Linked DNA regions of Macaca mulatta: region 2 is linked to region 1. The links are chromatin contacts, called in public Hi-C maps. All regions are on one chromosome and are shown on one strand. The core of a region is the stretch at or near the end of the contact, and the rest is flanking DNA. Distances in the headings are between cores, read along the strand shown. Region 1 holds the start of RIPK3 (receptor interacting serine/threonine kinase 3). Region 2 holds the start of SDR39U1 (short chain dehydrogenase/reductase family 39U member 1).

Region 1 (4,154 bases), core at 1,240-3,739:
CCCTAACCCAGCTCAGCCTCCCAAGTAGCTAAGATTACCAGAACTGGCAACCTTTTATTTTAATTTTTATGTTGTAGAGATGGGGTCTCACTATGTTGCTCAAGCTGGTCTTGAACTCCTGTCCTCCAGTTATCCTCCCACCGTGGCCTCCCAAAGCACTGGAATTACAGGTGTCAGCCACTGTGCCCAGATGGATCCTTGTCTTTCATCAGTTATTGAAAATTGTCAGTCATTTTTTCCTTAAATATTGCCTTGCCCCATTTTTAATTTTTCACTTCTCTTCTCATGGGATTCCAATTTAACATGTTAGACCTACTCATTCTTTGTCTCTTAACTTTTCTATTTGCTCATCTTTGCTGCATTCTGGAGAATGTCTGCAGATTCATCTTTCAGTACACTAATTCGTTCTTCAGCTATATCTTCTGTTTAACCAAAATCTACAATTTCAATTTTAATGGTTACATACATTTTTTATTTCTTGATGTTTTATTTTTTGTAAATATATCTGGACATTGTTTATGATCTCTAATGCCTTGCTCTTTTATTTCTCTACTCTATTTTTTATTTCTTTAAACATTTTACAATAGCTTCTTTAGTTTCTTTATCTGATTATTCCAAACTCTGAGTTTCCAAATTCCAAGAATCAACCTGTGCCTAGGTCCACCCCCACACCCCCTTGCTGGAAGCTGAGGGTCCTGTTAGGCACTTACTCTAAGGTTCTTCTCCCTGCTCTTCCTTCTTTTAAAGGGGCTGTTTATTTTGAGTCAAAAAGTTGTATAGGCCCTGATACCACACCCAACTTTGTGCTTCACAGTAGTTTATCCCTGATTCTCAGGGTCTCATACCAATCTGAAGAAACCTGGTTATAACACCTTTCCAACTCCTTTTTGCCTGCTTCCTTCAAGTGGAGATACTGAGCCTGGGTTATTCTCTCCAAAAAGAATCACAAAGGGAGTGGCTACCCCTTTTGATGGTTCTCAGCTTCTGACTCTAGGCTTTTCTGAGGACCTGCTACACTTCTTGCCTTCTTGGATTCTGTGTGATACCACCATATCTCTATACTAAAGCCTACTTCAGACGGATTTCATGAACTGTGCAGGTGAGAGCCCTCAGTCCCTATAGGAACCCGATCTCCTCTTTCCTCCTACTGAGTATGGAGCTCCATCTAGGATGATCAGTGCCTTAAAAGAGGCTTAATATTTTTGGTTGTTCATTTATTCATTCAATTCAACAAATATTTATTGGGTATCTGCCATGTATTGGCTTTTAAAGAGACTACAGTTGAACAATTCCCTAAATAGCTCCAAAATAGCATGAGCTGACCCTACCAGAAGCCATGGTGTAGCTCTCCAGGAGTTGTTCTAGAAAAAACTGCTGATCACTTCTGCCTCAACCAGAAGAGCCCATGGACCACTGGACAAAATGGAAAGCAAGTACCAAGGTGAGCACCTTTTAGTGAAAGCCAACACACAACCCACAGGGTTGAGTATCCCTGTGAAGGACTGAGTGCCTAGGGCTGGCCCTATCGGGTTCCCACAACCTCCAGTCATGGTCAGACCTCCAAAAGGTAAAATATGGACACCTTTTTTCTGCCCTAAATCTTTAAGACTCTCCATGCTTCTGGGTTATCAAAAGCCTGTGTCCAGAGCATGTGCTTGTCAGGAACATTAATTAGGGTATTTGCATGCAAGAGTTGTCATGCAAAGGAGAGGGCAGGAAAGCTCTGAATTGTTTCCACTGCAGTGTACACCACAATGTCACCAACTTGCTGGATGGGCTGGTATATCTAGCCTTACCACAATGCCCTTGGAGTGGGTTTGGGGTCTGCCAGCTCAAGGAGCTCCTGTTCATAGGGCATGTAAGTCCCTATGAACATATAAGTCCCAAGGAATACAAATAGGGATCCTTCACTACATCGTTGGATGCTTCACAACTTTCCCAGCCTCCTGCAGGACCAGCTGAGTGGTCCTGCAACCTGTGTGAAAACAGGTGAAACCTATGTGAAAACAGCCCTGAAACCTATGATGTGAAAACAGGATAACTTGATGGTTCAGAGCCATTATTTCCATATGGGCTTAGGCAAGGTACTTAAACTCTCAGTGTCTCAGTTTCCTCATCTATAGAAAGGTAATAAAAGCAGTACCTATCCCCTTAGGGTTCGTGTGAGAATTAAATAAGCTAATCTATGTACCTGGTGCATGATAAGTTTTATATATGCATTGGCTATGATCTTAGGGCAGCTATGAGAGAGCTGAGCCCCAAAACCATAAAACCTGCCTAAGCACCATCTCCACTCATGGCCTGGCAGGTGGTGGAGCAGGAAATCCTGTGGGAAAAGAGAAGGCTTTGACTGTAGGAGTGGGTTGATTGTGGGTTCCTGGAAGGTGAGGACCCATTGCCACACCTAACCTGGCCGCTGCATGCGGCAGGCACTCAGGAAACGCTAGTCAGGGAGAAAGACACTAGCTTTCACTTTGCCCCCTGCCCCACCCCAGGGGCGGGACTGTAGAGGCGCCTGTAAGGGAAGTTGTTCAGTCAACTCAGAATACGGGTAGCAACCCGGAAAGTGGAGTCACCGTCCTGGTCTAGAGACTGATCCCTGCAGAGACAGATCCCTTCCCCTCTCTGCCAAAGACCGCAGCCCCAGAAGTCATTCCATCTCCTACTGCTCGCAATCTCCAGAGGCCCCCTCGCACCTTCCAGCCTGATGTCGTGCGTCAAGTTATGGTGAGTAGGGAGTGGCATGTCGATCGCAGCCTCCGACATTCACACCCAGAGCGCCCCACGGACTCGCTCAGAGAACGCCTTTGAGTCTGGAGACGGTGGGGGCCGGCGAGAGAGGCCGGGGATTGCAGTAAGAGCGCCGAGTCACAGGGGCGCGGGGAGCAGCGCTGGCGTAGGGCACTGCCGGCTAGTGGGCGACACCCCTGTCTCAGGCCCAGTGGTGCCTCCGCCTCCTTGGTGTCCATCGAGGAACTGGAAAACCAGGAGTTCGTCGGCAGAGGCGGGTTCGGCACAGTGTTCCGGGCGCGATATAGGAAGTGGGGCTACGATGTGGCGGTCAAGATTGTAAACTCGTGAGTGACCCCTGTTGCCCCCCCGGCCGCAATCTGGCCAAAAAGGTGGAGCCACTGTGCTCTGGGGCCTGAATGGGGAATGGAGGGATTTTTCCCACGACCCCGGGTGACTCCAGCTCTCTCCTGGAGTGTAGGAAGGCGATATCCAGGGAAGTCAAGGCCATGGCAAGTCTGGATAACGAATTCGTGCTGCGCCTAGAAGGGGTCATCGAGAAGGTGAACTGGGACCACGTGCCCAAGCCGGCTCTGGTGACTAAATTCATGGAGAACGGCTCCCTGTCCCGGCTGCTGCAGCCCGAGTGCCCTAGGCCCTGGCCGCTGCTTTGCCGCCTGCTGAAAGAAGTGGTGCTTGGGATGTTTTACCTGCACAACCAGAACCCGGTGCTCCTGCACCGGGACCTCAAGCCATCCAATGTCCTGCTGGACCCAGAGCTGCACGTCAAGGTCAGCTGCTCTACACCCCTCTCAGCCTCAGGACAAGGTCCCACCCCAGAGCAGCTCCAGCCAGGCCCACTGGACACCAGACCTCCAGAGCCCTGTCTATTGAATAGGCGTAGCCTCTCCCTCTGGACACAGGGCTGCCAGGGCACAAAGCCCAGCCAGGAGTTTTAGCTCCTGCCATACCAGGTGATAGAGGCCCCGACCCACACGAGTCATTTCCACCAGCTGCCCCACCAACCCCTCCAAAGAGTCATGGCTGACCCAGCCCTGGAGACTCACACCTTGACCCAGCCCTACCACAGGCACCTAGATCTACTATCCAAGGGAGCCTCTTCCCTTGACCTCCACACTCCCTTTACAAAGCTGAACCTGAACCTTCTGGGGGCAAGGGGGTTTCTGGAGGCTGCCTGGCCCCCTTGTCTTCCCTACCTCCCACTTCTTTCCTTCCTTTGCAGCTGGCAGATTTTGGCCTGTCCACATTTCAGGGAGGCTCACAGTCAGGGACAGCATCCAGGGAGCCAGGGGGCACCCTGGGCTACTTGGCCCCAGAACTGTTTGTTAATGTAAACCGGAAGGCCTCCACAGCCAGTGATGTCTACAGGTAAGGATCCCAGCCCAAACACACAGCCGGGATTC
Region 2 (4,154 bases), core at 1,114-3,613, 110 kb before region 1:
CTGTGTGCCCTTGACAGATGTTTTCAAGATTAGGAAACAAAAAGAAGTCAGAAGGGGCCAAATCAGGTGGATGCCTAATGATTTCCCATTGAAACACTAACAAAATTGTTCTTGTTTGATGAGAGACATGAGCAGAAGCATTGTCACAGTGGAGAAGAACTGTCTGGTGAAGCTTTCTCAGGTGTTTTTCTGCGAAAGCTTTGGCTAACTTTCTCAAAACACTCTCAATAGGCAAATTAATGTTATCATTCTTTGGTCCTCCACAAAGTCAACAAGAAAAATACCTTGAGTATCCCAAAAAAACTGTTGCCACTACCTTTGCTCTTGACGGGTCTGCTTTGCTTTGACTTCCTCCTCTTGATAGCCATTGCTTTGCTTGTGCTTTTTCTTCAGGATCATACTGGTGAAGCCATGTTTCATCTCCTGTTACAATTCTTTGATGAAATGCTTCAGGATTGTATTAGTCTGTTTTCACACTGCTATAAAGAACTGCTGGGGACTGAGTAATTTATAAACAAAATAGGTTTAATTGAGTCACGGTTCTGCATGTCTCAGGAGGCCTCAGGAAACTTAAAATCATGGTGGAAGGCAAAGGGGAAGCAAAGCCCTTCTTCACATGGTGGTAGGAAAGAGTGAGTGAAAAGCCCAGAGGAGACTGCTGCTTATAAAACCATCAGATCTCATGGGAACACCCTCACTATCATGAAGACAGCATGGGGGAAACTGCCCCGGTGATCCAATCACCTCCCACCAGGTCTTTCCCTCAATAGCTGGGGATTACAATTAAAGATGAGATTTGGGTGAGATCACAAAGTCATATCAAGGATCTTGACCCCACTTGTTTAAACTTTCCACTGAAAGCTCTGCTCTTATCTGTAGCAGATCTGAGTACAACAGTTTTGTCACCCATCAAGTGGAAAGTTTGCTCCACTGTAATTTTTCAGGCAGAATTGTGTAAACTGAACCAATTGAGATGTTTCTTGTGTTGGCTATTGTTTCTGCTGTTCTCTTCAATTAGGGCACAAACAAGATGAATTTTTTTCCTCACAAAGTGATGTGGATACTCTGCCACTATCTATATCTTCAACATCATCTCCTCCCCATTTTGTTGAGATGGGGTCTCACTCTGTTGCCCAGGCTGGACCACAGTGGCTCAATCATAGCTCACTGCAACTTTGAACTACTGGGCTTAAGCAATCCTCCTGCCTCAGCCTCCCAAGACACTGGGACTACAGGTGTGCACCACCACACCTGGCTAATTTTTAAATTTTTAGTACAGATGAGGTCTTGCCATGTTACCCAGGCTGGTCTCAAACTCCTGGACTTGAGAGAGCCTCGTGCATAATCCTCCCAAAGTACTGGGATTACAGGCATGAGCCACCATGCTTGGACGTCTCCTCGTTTCTTAAAATGAGTTATGCATTTGTAGACTGCTGATTTATTTGGGGCATTGTCCTCATAAATTTTTCATAAAGCATCAATTTCATCGTTCTTCACCACAAATTCCGTGTTTGTTCTTGCTTCAATTTTCACAGAATTCAGATTGCTTTAATAGGGGCTCTTTTCAAACTGTCTTAGCCTTCTTAGTGCCTCAGATCCTGTTCAGACATGTTATATAACAAGTCAATACAAGTTTATTTTGGTGTAAAAAAATTTGGAAACCTATGTAGTTTTTAGCATAATACACATTTTCCATGAACTTTTCAAAGACTCCTCTTAGATAAACCTGAGAGAGATTCAGTATTTAAAATCAATAGGGTTTCGGATGTCCAAGAAGAGATTTGTAGTGAAAAGTTTTTATAGGGGTTAGGAGCTCAGATGAGAGATCCGAGTTGCATAGGAGATTTGGGATGTCTTCTGTTAAAGCCTGGTAACTGAATTCAAGGCATACATCCCCGGCGTAAAGTGTTATTTTAATATGAGGGGACCTTTGGAATGTTTAAATGCAGATAGAAAGGAGCCAGCGGAAAGAGAGAGAAGAAAAAACTGGCCGAGTGGAAAGAAATCCAGACTACCGGTGGAAGGGTTCTCTTGCATTACTGACCCGCCAACTTAATAGATATCCAGAATTCTGAGGTCTGGGTAGCTTCGGGTTTTAAGTGAAGGGTTTTGTTGGTTGAGTTTGGTTTGGCTGGTTTTCTACACTAAAACCTTCCCTCCTCCGCCTTTTCTGGGTCCATCGGTCTAATCCCTCCCACCTCGCTTGCTAGAGAAACACACAGCCTATATTTACAAGCTTTTCCGGGTCGCCGAGAAGGGCCACGCACAGGATTGCGACCTCGATTGGAACCCGCTTCCCGAAAGGGACATGCGCAGAGAGGTCCTGGTCGCGTTTGAAGTGAGGTAAACTCTAAAGTTACGCAGGCGCGTTAGGTCCTAGTCGCTATGCGTGTGCTTGTGGGTGAGGGACTGCAGAAAGGGAGAGTGCCGGGCGGGCTTAGTCGGAGATTGAGGGCTGGGAATCCGCTTCCGGGAGGGCACTGTCTAGTGCACTGGTAACCTGGCCTTGGCCGCCTAGCCCGAGAAGCCGAATCTCCCTAATCCCTGTGACCTGTGTCACCTCTGCATCGCGGGGAGGGGAAGAAGTGGGGAGCAGTCTGGTGTCAGATGGGCTGGCGCCGGAAGAGGGGGGCCACAGCGGGGACGAAAGGCGCCCCCACCCCGACTCCCCGGAAATATAAGCAATTTGTATTTTCCGATCAGGTGGCGGGACTGGCTTCATTGGGACAGCCCTAAGCCAGCTGCTGAATGCCAGAGGCCACGAAGTGACGTTGGTCTCCCGACAGCCCGGGCCCGGCCGGATCACGTGGGTAAGTCCATCCTCTGGAAGCGGGTGGGAGGGCAGAGTTGGGCGGTGCAGGGCGGGGCAGGGGCACTGTGTGCTTTCTCCAACAGGATGAGCTGGCTGCGTCTGGGCTGCCGAGCTGCGATGCCGCCGTCAACCTGGCCGGAGAGAACATCCTCAACCCTCTCCGAAGGTCAGCCTGGGCCCTAAAGCTGATACCCACTAGAGCACAGGGAGGAGAGTGTACCACTGATGAGAACCTGTGAGCTAAGGGTAATGGAACTCCTAGATTCTGAACTAAACCGATATCCCAGACTACTCATTCTGCTCCACTTCTCCACCCAGTCAGCCAATTGGCTTAAGTCCTCAGGTATAACTCAGGATGCCCAAAAAATGTATGCCCTTTCCCTCTACAGGAGACGTTGACTGTTTCTGTTAAGCCAAAATTAAGGGCTTTACTAGAAATGGGTATGAAATAGTTCCCAGGAAAAGATAGAGAGAGGGATATGTGCACCTATGTATTTAGTGGCTTTTTATTTCCCATGTTTCTCCTGCAGATGGAATGAAACCTTCCAAAAAGAGGTTCTCCGCAGCCGCCTAGAGACCACCCAATTGCTGGCTAAAGCCATCACCAAAGCCCCACAACCCCCCAAGGCCTGGGTCTTAGTCACAGGTGTAGGTATGCCCCCTAAATCACCAGCCCCTCATATTAGCCATGGGAAGGGGGTAACTCAGACCTCTGTAGCTGTGCACACACCCGAGCACTGGTTTTTTCCAGGTAAAATGACTTCCTAGGCCCTTGATCCATGCATGTTTCTCCTAACCTTTGTGTACTTTCACTAAGAAACTGAGACCCTGAAAAAGAGTGAGGAGTGGCATCACTCTTAGTGCCAGGGAAAAGTCCACCTATTCCAAAGTCCCTTACTTCTCACACCATAGTTCTTTAGGAACAGAGTTCATGGTCACCTCTGGGACCAAGTAATTGCAAACAATTATAATGCACACACCAGCCACTATTTGAAGTGTTTTATGCTTATTATCATTTATTCCTTACAACAACCCTATGAGGTAGGTACTATTATTCCCATTTTAAAGATGTGAAAATTCTATACAGAGAGGTTAAGTAACTTGCATCAAGTCACAGAGTTAAAAATGAGGGAGCTGATTAAAACTCAGGCAGCCTGGTACCCAAGTTCCTGTTCTTAACCACTACACTCTAGCAGCCTCTAAGTTTAGCCCTGCAACCAGAGTTCCTCCAGGGAAGGAACACTTCAGGTCCTGGAAAAGTTCAAGGGGAAAATATCCAAATGGCTCTGTCTCCAAATGGGGAGATCCTAAGGGCCAAAGGAGGTGAAGCCAAGGGAAGCCT

The links. Hi-C and Micro-C count contacts between places; a contact is called where the count stands out from the background.
Region 2: a contact with region 1 is called in a Hi-C map of CD4 T cells, with 4 times the contacts expected there. The contact joins the promoter of SDR39U1 here to the promoter of RIPK3 in region 1. A contact is called at or near these places in 4 of 14 Hi-C or Micro-C datasets (CD4 T cells, blood, fetal cortex germinal zone and 1 more).

The regions. Positions count from the first base shown.
Region 1 is chr7:97,457,490-97,461,643 of T2T-MMU8v2.0, reverse strand. It overlaps RIPK3 (receptor interacting serine/threonine kinase 3), which reads left to right and starts at 2,489. Exons shown (of 10, transcript XM_001114079.5): 1 at 2,489-2,727; 2 at 2,937-3,077; 3 at 3,212-3,521; 4 at 3,974-4,119. The coding sequence starts at 2,708.
Region 2 is chr7:97,563,457-97,567,610 of T2T-MMU8v2.0, reverse strand. SDR39U1 (short chain dehydrogenase/reductase family 39U member 1) reads left to right here and starts at 2,363. Exons shown (of 5, transcript XM_077940801.1): 1 at 2,363-2,401; 2 at 2,704-2,810; 3 at 2,896-2,978. The coding sequence starts at 2,897. It overlaps LOC144330198 (a long non-coding RNA gene), which reads right to left and starts at 2,203. Exons shown (of 3, transcript XR_013396156.1): 1 at 2,016-2,203; 2 at 317-1,598. It overlaps KHNYN (KH and NYN domain containing), which reads right to left. Exons shown (of 8, transcript XM_028851462.2): 8 at 3,802-4,154.